Linked DNA regions of Triticum aestivum: region 1 is linked to region 2. The links are chromatin contacts, called in public Hi-C maps. All regions are on one chromosome and are shown on one strand. Each heading gives the region's core, a stretch centred on a gene start, on an enhancer-like site or on the middle of the called end of the contact. The rest is flanking DNA. Distances are from core to core; before and after follow the strand shown.

Evidence for each region. Hi-C and Micro-C count contacts between places; a contact is called where the count stands out from the background.
Region 1: a contact with region 2 is called in a Hi-C map of leaf, with 2.9 times the contacts expected there. The contact joins the promoter of LOC123105856 here to the promoter of LOC123105854 in region 2. A contact is called at or near these places in 2 of 5 Hi-C or Micro-C datasets (both in leaf).

Annotation. Positions count from the first base shown.
Region 1 is chr5A:671,108,620-671,115,105 of IWGSC CS RefSeq v2.1, reverse strand. LOC123105856 (24-methylenesterol C-methyltransferase 2) reads right to left here and starts at 4,956. Exons shown (of 1, transcript XM_044528018.1): 1 at 3,262-4,956. The coding sequence starts at 4,808. The coding sequence ends at 3,711.
Region 2 is chr5A:670,742,531-670,749,026 of IWGSC CS RefSeq v2.1, reverse strand. LOC123105854 (very-long-chain aldehyde decarbonylase GL1-10) reads left to right here and starts at 4,880. Exons shown (of 3, transcript XM_044528017.1): 1 at 4,880-5,648; 2 at 6,020-6,167. The coding sequence starts at 4,966.

The DNA of each region.
Region 1 (6,486 bases), core at 3,707-6,206, 370 kb before region 2:
TTCAGGCCAGCGGCCTACACGTCAATCACCGGCATCAGCCAGCGGCCGGCAACACAGCCAGCTTTCAAAATGAATAGTTGTCCTCGCCGGCAACGCAGCCAGCGGCCGACAACACAGCCAGCCACCAAAATGAATGTTTTCTCGCCGGCACACAACCAGTGGCCCAGCGGGCGGGCGGCACCCATTGCCGACCTCCAAAAAGAACGGCCGCGGCCGATCGGACGACCTAGTTCAGGCCTTCGGCTTCGAGCATCTCGTTCTGCTTAGCCTCGAACCAGGCCCTCGTCTTGTCGCTCATATTCAACAAGTCCACGCTCATGATCGCAAGGGCCACCTCCTTCGCTTTGGTGGCGGTGTTCGTGGCCTCGATGTCGAGCTGCCTCTGCCTGGCCTTGACGTTGTCGGCCTCGATGTCGAGCTGCCTTTGCCGGGCCGCCTCCTTCATGTCGATCTTCCTTCTCTTGGCTGCCTCCTTCATCTCAAGCTTCTTTGTTTGAAGGTCTAGGTATTGCTTCATTAGCTCCTCCTTGCTTTGTCGCTTCTTCTCGTCTCTCACATCCTTTTGGGACATCATGCCATGCAAAGTGTCATGCAATGCCATGGATGAGGCATCACGTATGTCATCAACCTTGGAGTTGGTCTTGCCCCTCGGCCTCTTCAAGGCCTCGCCATCTCCACCTCCGGCATACTTGGCCGTCTTTAGTCCTCTCTTCCTTTGTAGTTCACGGTATTGGTCCTTGAACTTAGGGCAATTGTTGATGATCGTCCAACAATGCGTAAGAGTGAATGGCTTGTTATTGTGCCGGGTCTTGAATGCCTCCAAAGATTGAAATGCCTAAATCACATGATCAACAACAAGTGAACATGCAAACATATACACGGCCGAAGTGTCATGGCCGTAGCAAGGAAAGGGCTAGGAAGAGGAGAGCATACCATGTCCCCAACGCCGAGACCACTCACGGGTCGTGCTTCAATGCTCTCAAATGCGGCCCAATACTTGTTGCACTCTTGTTGGATGAACAACCATCTCTTTTGAATCTAGTCGATGCCACGGTTGCTTGTAAATTGGTAGGGCTCAAACATCTTCCTTTCATGCAATGTTTTGTGGACTCTTGTCCAAAAAAACAATGCTCTTTTGTTGCACGCTGGTCCTCGGATCTTGGATAATCTCCATCCAAGCTTCGCAAATCAACTTGTCCTCATCTTGTGTATATGAACCCGTGCGAATGCTCTTCCTCTTCTTTTGTGCTTCCGCTCTTTGGGTGAGCTCGTCGATGAACAATGGCTCGCCACTAATATCAACGTCATTGCCTTCTTCTTCATCACCGTCACCTTCGACATAGATGTCATCGTCTTCATGCCACGAGTCACCATGGTCGTAGTCAGCATGGTCGTCGGCCTCTTCATCGGGCACGTACTAGGCGCGGCCATCATGACTTTGGGTCTCCTCGGGGTCGTAGGCACGGCCATGCCCACCCTCGAAGATCATGTCCTTAATGTACTGGTTGTAGAAGGGGTCGTCGACCGTTGGCATTCCGTCAAACAAGACGCGGGGGCCGGCATGGTGCCCGTGAACGGTGCCCGTGCTTGCTTTCTTTGCATCTCGACGGATGCCCGACCGCCACTGTTGGACCCAGGCGTGACGTTGAGGTCGATGATGGCCGCGTGACGCGGTGTGGACGGCGCGAACAAGCCCACGTCCGGTGACCCCGAGAAACGGGTCTGGCCGTCGTGCCTTGATGGAGTAAAGCCGGGCGACATGGGCGCGGTCCGCGACGTCGGCGACTGGCAATGCGGAGGCCGGGCGACCGACGAGCCTGTGCTCGCGGGGCCGGCGGCCGCTGTAGGGAACCCGGCCGGACGGCCCATGCCAAGCATGAGGATGGCGTGCGCTTTGTTGAGGAGGTCCTCCTTCTCGTCGGCAGAGGCCTTGCGCCGCACGGCCTCCAGCTCCTCGCGCTGGGCGGCAAACTTGGCCGCGGCGGCATTGACCTTGACGACCGCTCTCCGTTTCCTCCTCTTCGCCGATTCCGCGTCCAACTTGGCGATCTCCTCCGGCGTGCACTCCGACTGCGGCTTCCTTGGTGCCTTCTTCTTCACCTTTGCGGGCGGGTCGACGGCCAGGCCGCCGGAACTCGGCGGGGCGTCCGCCATGGACGAGGGAGAAAGGGTGCGGCGGGAGGGACGTGAGAGGGTTTGGGGGAAATGACGCCAAATGGGCGTGGAGGGTTTTGGTTTCTCACACCAACAGGCGGGCCAGGGGAGAACAAGCGCGCGCGTCCCGCCCGTCTGCGCGCTTTCCGTTTCATCCCAAAACCGGCGCAGGGATGGGTCGAAAGCGGACACAAAGCGGACAAAAATCCGTTTGCGCCCGCGCACTGGACCGTCTCGTTTGTTCCTTTTACCCCAAACAGACGGGAACGGACAGGATAGGGTCGCACAGTGGAGTTAGCCTAAAGTTAGAATATGAAACGTGCTAGTATAAACTGGTTTGGAGGCTACAGCTAGCAATATGGTGAACCTGCGAGAGTTTTTAATCCGTATATCGTCTGGAAGTAGTAATCTGCAACGTACTACATGCAAAAAATGGGGAAATCGTAAATTCCAAACCTATCTGAAAGTTGCTACACAACAAAGCCGAAAGTTCCACGTCGTCCTCTGCGTGCCAGCGCATCGACAGACTGGTCCTGTCACCGGCAGAGGCCCCCCAGCGCACGCCGACTGACACGAACGACCCCACCTGCCATCGACATGCTCCACCGGATATTTTCGACACGATTCCCCGCTGCCACTGCCACCAGAGAGACTGACTTGTGGCGGCCTCTGGCGAGGGGCCACGGACGGGCCGGCGGCCGCGCAGAAAAGCAAAGGACAGGCACGCAGGTGGCAGCCAGCTTTCTTCCGGACAAAACAAAACAAAGGAAAGCGGTGGCGGGCGGGCGGGCGGGCGAAACATGGCGCGTCGACCTCCGTGACCGGGCTCACGTGCTGTGTTGCACCGATCGATGCCCCGACCACAACCTACCACCCACAGTTCTCTATGCCACGAGATCCGATCTCACGGCTCCACCTGCCATTGGGACACCCGAGTGCCCCCACGCGCTACAGCTCGGAGTTCGTGAACCTTTGGAGCTTCCTCTGGCCGCGTACGTGGAGGCCGGTGAGAAAGATAAGGTAGAGTAGCCGCAGTGAACGGGGAACGCGGGAATGTTTGTCCGTTTCTTACCGCCAAACACACGGACGGGAACCGAAACAGAGTGATTGATTCAGCCAAGAAGGCTGATTGATTTCCTGCACAATTTCAGTGTGCAACACGAGACTCCATCTGAGTTTTAGGACAAAATATAGCTGACGATACATAGAAGAAAAGGAAGATCTATCCAATCCACGGATCAAAGCAGAAACAAATCTGAATCCAGCCTGCATGCAGCCCAACTCCACCCAAAAATCGAAACGAAAACGAAAGCCTGTCCTCCCTCGGCCGCTCCTATTCTCTCCTCCAACAAACGAAAACGAAAACCGAAAGCCCAACTCCACCAACAAACAGTAAGCATCATCGGCCGCTCCTATTCTCTCCTCTCTCGGCTACAACACCAAATCAATTGTACTAGTAGTGCTCCATTAGCTAATAATAAGCCTGTCCTCCCTCCCGGTTTTTCTTACCTCTGATGAGAAATTGATTGAAATTACTTCTTGTTTGATCGCTCGCTCTATTCGGCGGCGTCGGCGACGGGCTTGCGGAGGACCACCATGTGCATCGGCGAGAAGATGCCGGTCTCGCCGCCGAGGGTGAGGTGCTGCGCGGTCTCGTACAGCATCTCGTGCACCTCCACCACGCCCTTGGGCGCGATCCGGAGCAGGGTGAGCACGCGCACCACCAGCGAGTTGCGCCAGTAGGCGAGGCGCCCCATCTTGAGCCGCGTCCACCATGGCAGCGAGGGTGGGAGGGCCAGGTCCAGCTCCTGCACCACCTCGAACCCGACCTCCTGCGCGATCGACGCGATCTCGTCCTGCCGGCGCAGCCCCGGGAGCGCGTCGCCGCGCTCGATGCCGTGGATGGCCTCCACGTGCGCCGGGTCGTCGGCGCGGTACAGCGGCGTGGTCACCCACTCGTAGGACACGTAGAGCCGCCCCGGCATGAGCACGCGGTACACCTCGCCGTACACGTCCTGCAGCCTGGGCGCGTGGCAGGTGGCCTCGATGGAGTAGGCGCCGTCGAAGGAGGCGTCGTCGAAGGGCATGGCCATGAAGTTGCCGCACACCACCTCGCACTGCGCGTCCAGCCCGGCCTTGCGGTTGTGCGCGCGGGCGCGGTTCACCTGGTACTCGTTGATGGTGATGCCGACGACGCGGGCGCCGGAGTGCGCCGCGATGGCGCGCATGGGCCCGCCGACGCCGCAGCCGACGTCGAGCACGCGGTGGCCCGGCTTGGCCCCCAGCAGGTCGGCGACGCGCTCCTCGTGGACGCGGGTGGCGTCGCGGTGGGAGCGGCCGGGGAGCGAGGGCGAGAAGTGGAAGGACTGGCCCCAGCCCCACTCGTAGATGTCGGTGACGAGGTTGTAGAAGGTGTCGACGAAGGCGGGCACCTTGTCGGCGGAGGCCTGCGTGGTGGCCGTCTCCTTGGGGCGGCGGAAGAAGGACCAGTACTGCGTGTACTTGTCCTGCACCTTGTCCCGCGTGATGGATCCCATCTTGAGATCCACCGCCCGCTTCCCCTTCACCTCCGCCGCGCCCATCACCCACACAAACCAGTAGACCAGGCCGGCGCCCACCAGCCCCGCCGTCCACGCCATCGTCGCCGGCTCCATGGTTCGTTCGCTCCCCGCGAGCGCGAGCTCAGCTCAGCTCGAGGAGGGAGGAGAGGACAGAGGGGGGAGACGGAAAATGGGCAGGGGATCCGGCCGGCCGCGGAATATAAGGAGCGGAGGCCGGCAGGAGCGTGGTGGTGCGTGGTGGTGGAGTGGGATCTGATCCGACGGCGCTCGGGGCTTTGCTGTGGGGTTTAGGCTGATTTTTCTGGCGAGATGGTGGAGGCGGGGTGGTGGTGGTGGGGTCCACCGCTGGCTCCTCCTGCCAGATGGTTTTTGGCACGATGTAGGGAGGAGCGCTGGCGGTCTGACACCGTGCGTGGGTGAGATTGGGATGAAGGAAGGGACGCCAGCCAGCCGGGGACGCAGCTCCTCTGACGTACGGCGCACTCGCTGACGTGTGGACCTGAACCCACGCGTCAGTGGCCCAACATCAGGTGGCCGTACGTCACGGGATCCGGCTCCGCCAGCCGGAGCCAGTGAGAATCTGCCGTACCGCCATGTGTGTGGTGACGTGTACGGCCATTTCTTTTTCCTGCCACTGCGCTGCCAGTATTCGTATCTGCTGCCGCCATTTTTTAGTTACTTTCGATGCTCTCCGTTTGTAAATATTTGTCTAGATTTTAACAAATGACTACATGTCAAGCAAAATGAATGAATATACACTTTAAAATACTTTTTTTGTTCGGAAATACTTGTCGAAGAAATAGATGTATCTAGACATATTTTAGTTCTAGCTACATTCTTTTTTATTTATTTCTCTGAAAAGTATTTTTGAACGGAGAAAGTATGTTTGTATACATCCGTATATGATAGTCCATTTAAAATCTTTAAAAATATAAATATTTAGGAACGGGGGAGAAAAAGAGAGCCAGCCAGCATTCAAAAAAACGAAGAAAAAACAGGCAGCCAGCACTCAGATTTGATTTGGTTCGGTGGATCGGCATTTTTCGCTGGGGAAGAGAGGAGGAGATGATGTGATCGGTCGGACTCCAGCCTGATGCGACGTCGATTCATCGTGTGGCATTGGTTTTAACGGCGTGCCCGCTGGCTCGATCGATATAGAAACCATGTTACCTCACGATGCTCGCACGATACGGTCATTCATGTTAGCACACGTGCGAGCTATAGTTTTTTTTCTTCATGAGCTGTTCGCCACATTTTCCGGGAAAATGTCACTAGCCTTGCGAGGTGTTTGTACGGACTCGGTTGGTGTTTTATTCATAAAGTGGATTGAAAGTTTATTTTGAGCTTTTTGAGCGCATCTTTGGACCTTCTTTGATTCACGGGACTTCCAAGATACAAGCATGGTTAGTCCATCTCCAACGCCACGCAAGCGTCCGAACCGAGCTGTCCGGACGTCGCAAGCCATTCAAAAGTGTCTCGTATTTGTCCGTAGACCGGTCTGGGTGTTCGTTGTTGGCAAACCGAAAGTAAACCAGAGGGGCTTTGTGGCAGTCCGGACACTAGCCACGTTGGACTCCGACATCCTGGCCCACCCGAACTGAGGCGAAGCCCGCACATTTAGAGCTGACCGCAGTGCTTCTGCGAGACCCCCCCCCCCCTCTCAACTATCTCCTCTATCATCCCGCCGCTCACCCCCCTCCCTTCTCAACTTTCTTTGTAGCCTTCATGTGCGTGCAACTTGTTCTTGAAAGGGAGAAGAGGAACTTCATCG
Region 2 (6,496 bases), core at 3,631-6,130:
AAACTATGTGCGAGGAATTTGCCATGGTGTGGTAGTATAAATTGCCATCTTTAACAAATACAATTGCCATGGCACTAAAGAATAAAATTTCCATCATGAAAATTAAAGAAAAGAAAGGAATTTGCTATGGTCCATGATCTCATACATAAATTTCCATGATCTCAAAACATAAATTTACATTTGTTTAAAAAACTAGCTAACTATAATGAAATGGTTACACGTGGCAAATTTAGTAAGTTTTTCTTCAGAAAAAGATGGCAAATTTAGGAGACTTTTCGCTAAACCACATGGCAACTTTTTGGGAAAATGTAATAGGTACATGGATTTTTATTGGAAAAGATGGCAAAAAACACTCATGAAAAATAATCTAGGAAACCCATCCCACACGACAAAAAATTTGCCATGCTATGTAGTTTTTTTGCCATGGAAATAAAAGTTAAATATTTGCCATGGCGATTTGGGTAAATTTTCCATGGCGAAAATAAAAATAAAAAATTGCCATGGCGATAAAAGTTAAGAGTTGCCATGGCGATTTAGGTAAATTTGACATGTCAATTAAGGTAATTTTGCCATGGCAAAAATAAATAGCTAATTTTATTGCCATAATATTTTACTATATACATGAAGAAACAAAAAAATGTGGATTGAAAAATGCCATGGCAAATAAAAAAGTAAAATTTTCCATGGATGTAAAAGTTAATTTGCCATGGCAAGTAAAGAATTAAATTTGCCATGAATGAAAGTAAAAGTAAAAAAAAAGTTCCCATGCATGTAAAAAAAGTAAATTACCATGTATGTAAAGGTTAAGTTGCCATGGCAAAACAAAAAAAGTTAATTTGGCATGGCGCTCTAAAAAAGGCAAAAATTGCCATTGAAGAAGAAAGCTAAAATTGCCATGGCAAAAAGATGGTAAAATTGCCATGGCTATAAAACTAAATTTGCCATGTTGCAAAAAGAAATAATTTCGCCATGCCATTGTTCCAAAATTTTGACATGGTCCATGCACTAGAAATGCCATGATGCATAAAAAATAAATTTGCCATCACAATGAACTCTATTTGTCATCGTCCCATGAAAATGTAATTGTCATGGCAAAACATTCTTTGGGTGGACTTTGTAAAAGAGAAAAAAACGAAGCATGGCAAAAATGCTTTTAGTTGCCATGGCAAAAAACGCATCCATAAAAAACTGATTTTAGTTGCCATGCCAAGTTTGCCATGTTTTTGAACATCTTAGATTGCTATGTTTTTGGACATCTTAATTTGCCATGTTTTTAACATCTTAAAAATAAAGAATTTTGCCATGTTTGCCATGTCAAGTTTTCCATGATTGAGACAGGCCATGATATTAGGACAAAAACAATCAAACATTGTCATGTGAATGAACTGACAAATTATAAAGTTGCAACGGTTCGAGAATTTGTAATAATCTAAGAAATTGCCATGTATTATAGGACCAAAAAACTAAATTTGTGTACTACTCACATGGCAAAGTTAGTAACTAAATAAATCACAGCAGAAAATTGTGTTCTACTCATATTTAAGCGTAGCATGGCAAATTTAGGGACTATTTCATATACAAACCGTGGCAAAAATGTGTTAAAAAAGCTCATAGTAGCATCTAGCAAAAAAAATCATCAGACATCAGTAAAAATGGGACCAGTCGGATCCCTTCGGCTGTGGTGTTGCTCGAGCTCGATGAGCACCTCCCCGCCGGGCTCCCTTCTTAGAATGGACGCCGACACGCTGTCGGTGAGGAGCCCATTGCCCCCTCCACGGACACATGGCGCTGTCCCAGGGAACTCGTCGCAGGGCACCCGCCTCCGCTTTCCGCCCGGTGCACGCCGGGAAGCCGTCGCTGCCTCCCCCAAGTCACCTGACGAGAGCGAAGATGGTACGATGCTTCATTGCTCCGCCGCCGTTGCTGCTCCTGTACGGCCCAGCCACCGCCGCGGCCGCCCTCTCCGTTTGACCGCACCTTGAGCCGGTCGGTGAGTTTGAGGAGGAGACGACCGAGATGCCCGCCCCCGCGGCGCAGGCGAGCAGGCAGCGCTCTGCCTCCACCACGGCCGCACCTCTAGCCGGTGGGCGCGGACCAGTCACGCCGCGCTCCAGTCAGCATCGCCTGTGCAGGGGCGACGGCTGCCGCGACAACGTAGACGAGCGGGCGGAGCTCGCCCTTCGCCACGACCGCGCCTCTACGCCGGCGTGGATTCACGCGGATGGATGCGGTCTCGACTGCCCAACGCGGCGGCGCGAGGAGCTGGCGACAGTGACGATCTAGCTCACAGATAAGTTGTGGAGAGGAAGAGTGGGTGAGAGAAAGAAAAAGATAAGACTAGGAGGGAGGGGTGGGGGCGAAGGAGACGAGGTCGTTCGACGGAAAATCCCGAACTAATTTTCTCTGTCACCTGCTCTAAGATTTGTGCAAAGACGAGGTCGTTCGACGGAAAATCCCGAACTAATTTTCTCTGTTACCTGCTCTAAGATTTGTGCAAATCATCTGACGGCACTCGAGGCGTTCGGGTCCAAATGCCAAAATCCCTGACGTTCGGGAGTTATTGATCCCCCAAAAAAGAATGCATGCATATTTAAAATAAAAAAACATTAATAAAACATTAAAGCCGGACACGAAAGCTGGCGAGAGTCCACGCGCCCACATTTGCATTTAAGAAAAATAAAAACAAACTAAACTATGAGATGGCGCGCTGCCCTAGGCGGCGGCGTCGTTGTCCTTGGGGTCCATGAGATCGATGAGCGTTGGCGCAGTGCTGGCCTAGGGGAACGCCATGTTCCAAAGGGCATTTATGTCAGGCGCGGGCTGTGCCGCCGCGGCCTGGCACGCCTCCTCCTCGGCCTCACACTGCTCGTCCTCGGCGTCGCGCTCGAGCATCTTGAGGTACTCGTTGTGGCGGCGCTCCTCGGCCAGCCGTCGCTGGCGCCAATGTTCGAGGTACGCCGCCTCCTGTGCCAGCGACACCCCAACCCAGACCGGTGGCGCGCTGACCCACTCGCGCACTACTCCCGTCCAGGAGTAGCGCTCGATGGCGGACGGCTCCGGCTCCGGCTTGGCTTTGACAGGGGACGGCGGGGTCACCGATGGCAGGACGCAGTTGCCCGCCGTGGAGAGGGCCATGGCCTGCGCCATGGTCGTCTCTTACGCCGCCTCTTCTTCCACGGCCGCCGCCGCCCTGCGCCACTCGTCCTCCTCGCTCTCCCGGTAGACCGCTGCAAGGGCCGTCTGGTCCTCCTCGCGAACGATGAGCCGGGACAGTGGCACAGTAAGGTCGACTTCGCGAACACCGCCTCGCCTCGCCTTCTCGTGCTCGAAGGCGAACTAGCGAGCCCAGTTGGGTGAGTCGGTTGCGTAGGCGGGGTCACGGCGCTGCCCCGGCGTCAGGAGCAGTCGCCGGCGCCGCACCTCCTCCGCGTGCGCCCTAGACGACCGCGGCGCCGCCGGCACTGGGATCCTCTCCGGATCTTGCCAGTCATGCGGCAGGGTGGCGTCGAGGTACGGGAGAGGCACGTGGTGCTGCCAGTGCCACTCCGCCTGGTGCACTGTCACGTTGATGCGCTGCCTCGGCCGGCGAGCTAGCGCCGGCGGAGGCGGGCGGAAATCCAAGGGAGAAGGAACGGCGGGGGACTTGCCCTTGGCCTTGCTGCTGCCGGTGTCAGAGAAGAGCCCCATCTGACACGGCTGGGGTGGCTAGGGTTTGCCGGCGATGGGGAGCGAGTGTGGCTAGATGGGGACGGGGGTTGGCTGGAAGCGGATGAGGACGGCCCCGCCGCACGGTGGCTTAAAAAAGGACGACCGCCGTCGCTGATGCATGGGCTCGAGGTCATAAATTAAGCTGACCAGGTAGGCCGCGGGCAGTTGGACGATCGCCAGGTGGGGACGCGGCGGACATCGAAAAGGCGCGCGTGGCATCCGTTCCGCGTCCGCGCCGACACATTTGAGGCGCAAATTTAGACCGCAAATGCGTCGGCGCGGACGTGAAGCGGACTCAATTTGGATTTGAGTTGGCGCGTTGGGCCTTCTCTTTTGCCCGCGCCGATCCACACGAATGGCGGCAGACGAAATGGGTCGCCCAATTGAATTTGCTCTTAGACGGTGGTTGATGATGGTGGACAGTGTTGTTGGGGACGCGTCAGTTTCATGGGGCTGATTATTGCACAGTCGTCTGAATTTGTTGTTCCCGACAGTCAATTATTTTGGGGACCATCGGATCTTCATGCGACGGTCCAAAGCCCTTCTTCCTCTGTCGACGGCACTGTTGGAGCCGCGTCGTCCCCGCCTCCGGTGAGTTCCTGGCGAGCCTCGTCTGGAATAGCACGGCCGCGTCCCCCTCTCGCGCCGCGGAGTTGCGTTGAAAGGCGTTGTTAATTCTAGTCCATCGAAGCAGCTAAGCTATAGTTTTAAACCAAACCCCGAGGGCCCGACATGATTGAGATCATACGGGCGTGTACGAGCAAAACTAATTGAAGGCAAATTCGCCGAGAACTATAACTAGGCAACTAGCACGGTCGGCCGGACACGTCGCCGGAGTTGGGTTGGTGCGTCAACGTCGGCTTGGTGGACGTACCCTACCGACGGAGGCAGGCAGTTGCGAGCACATGCATATGCATGTACGACGAGCGACTGTTACGTGAATAAACATGTCAGTCAGCCTACCGTTCTAGGTTAGGTGAATAAACATGTCACTCGTCCTAGGTTAGGTGTACTAGTACAGTTTTGCACTTTTCACTTTTTCTTTCCATGACGGACCAACCGTCGTAGCTCAGCATCACCGCCCTGAGCGGGGCATGCATGCGACGTGCATGCATGGCACCCTCACCGCGCACATGCCCTACATCACCTATGCTGTCGACAGAGACCAGCCAGCGCCTACTACAAAGCGGCTCGAGCGCTAGCTCAACCGCAAAAAACGCAGGAAACGTACCATCATCGATCACACCCCCGTCGCCTATGCTGCCATACGCGACGGCGGCGGAGGCGGAGGCGGCGCTGGGCCGCGCCATGACGCGCGCCGAGGCGGCCTGGCTCCGATACTCCGCGTTCGTGCCCGACCACCTGCTCTACTGCCACAACGTCGCCATCCTCCTCATCCTCTACACCATCGCGCCGCTCCCCCTCGCGCTGCTCGAGCTCCGCGCTCGCGCCGCTCCGGACGGCGTCGCCGCCGCCGTGATGAGGCCGTCCACGTACAAGCTGCAGCCGCGGGCGCAGCTCTCCCCGGCAGCGTTCCTGCGCTGCTACCTGGACACCGGCCGCGTCCTGCTCCTCACCGTCGGCGCGCTCAGCCTCGTCTCCTACCCGGCCGTCAAGATGGTCGGCATCCGGACGGGGCTGCCGCTGCCGTCGGCCGGGGAGGTGGCGGCGCAGATGTTGGTCTACCTGCTGGTGGAGGATTACCTGGGCTACTGGATCCACCGGCTGCTGCACACCAGGTGGGGCTACCACAACATCCACCGCGTCCACCACGAGTTCACGGCGCCCTTCGGATACGCCGCGCCCTACGCGCACTGGGCCGAGGTCCTCATCCTCGGCGTCCCCGCCTTCACCGGCCCCGCCATCGTGCCCTGCCACATGACCACCCTCTGGCTCTGGTTCGTCCTACGCCACCTAGAGGCCATCGACATCCACAGCGGGTAATTAAGTCGTTTAACTACTCCCTCCGCTCCTTTTTAGTGTGCATGCAAGTTTTGTCCGAAGTTAAATCATCTATATTTTGACAAAACTTATCGAAAAAGGTATCAACATTCACAATGTCAAATCAATATTGTTAGATTTATTATAAAATATAATTTCATAGTATATATATTTGGTATTATTGTAGATGTTGATATTTTTTAATATATATTTGGTCAAATTCTACAAAGTTTCGAGTTGACACAAATCTAAAACGCGGAGTAAAAAAGACCTGAGAGAGTACTAGCTAGTATAACCAACGCTAGCTAGCATGCATCATGCTACTTCTTATAATAAATAAAATTAACCAAACTGCTTGATGAGAATGCAGCTTCAACTTTCCATTCAACCCGACAAAGCTTATCCCGTTCTATGGAGGGGCCGACCACCATGACTACCATCATCGTGTGGGTGGCCAGAGCCAGAGCAACTTCTCTTCTGTTTTCACCTTCTGCGACTATTTGTATGGGACGGATAAAGTAAGATTGCTGTTATTGATTTATTTGCTATTCAAATCTGTCTAATTTACTAGTTAAGCTTGAGTGGGTTGACAAAGAAGAAAAGGACAATTAATGATCATCACCTCGCGTGCCATCTTATTGTTACAGGGCTACCGATACCATAAGGCAAGCCTAGAAAAAGGTGATGCAATTTTCTTCATCCTATGTCTATCCTAGCTAGAACAAGCATAAGCATTTCTATCTTCTACAATTAATTAACAAAGTATAACTAACTATATTTATTGATTACAACTGTGAGGTTATTATATGGTGGTGATGTGGCCTAGATTTGTAGGTCTAAGCAGAAA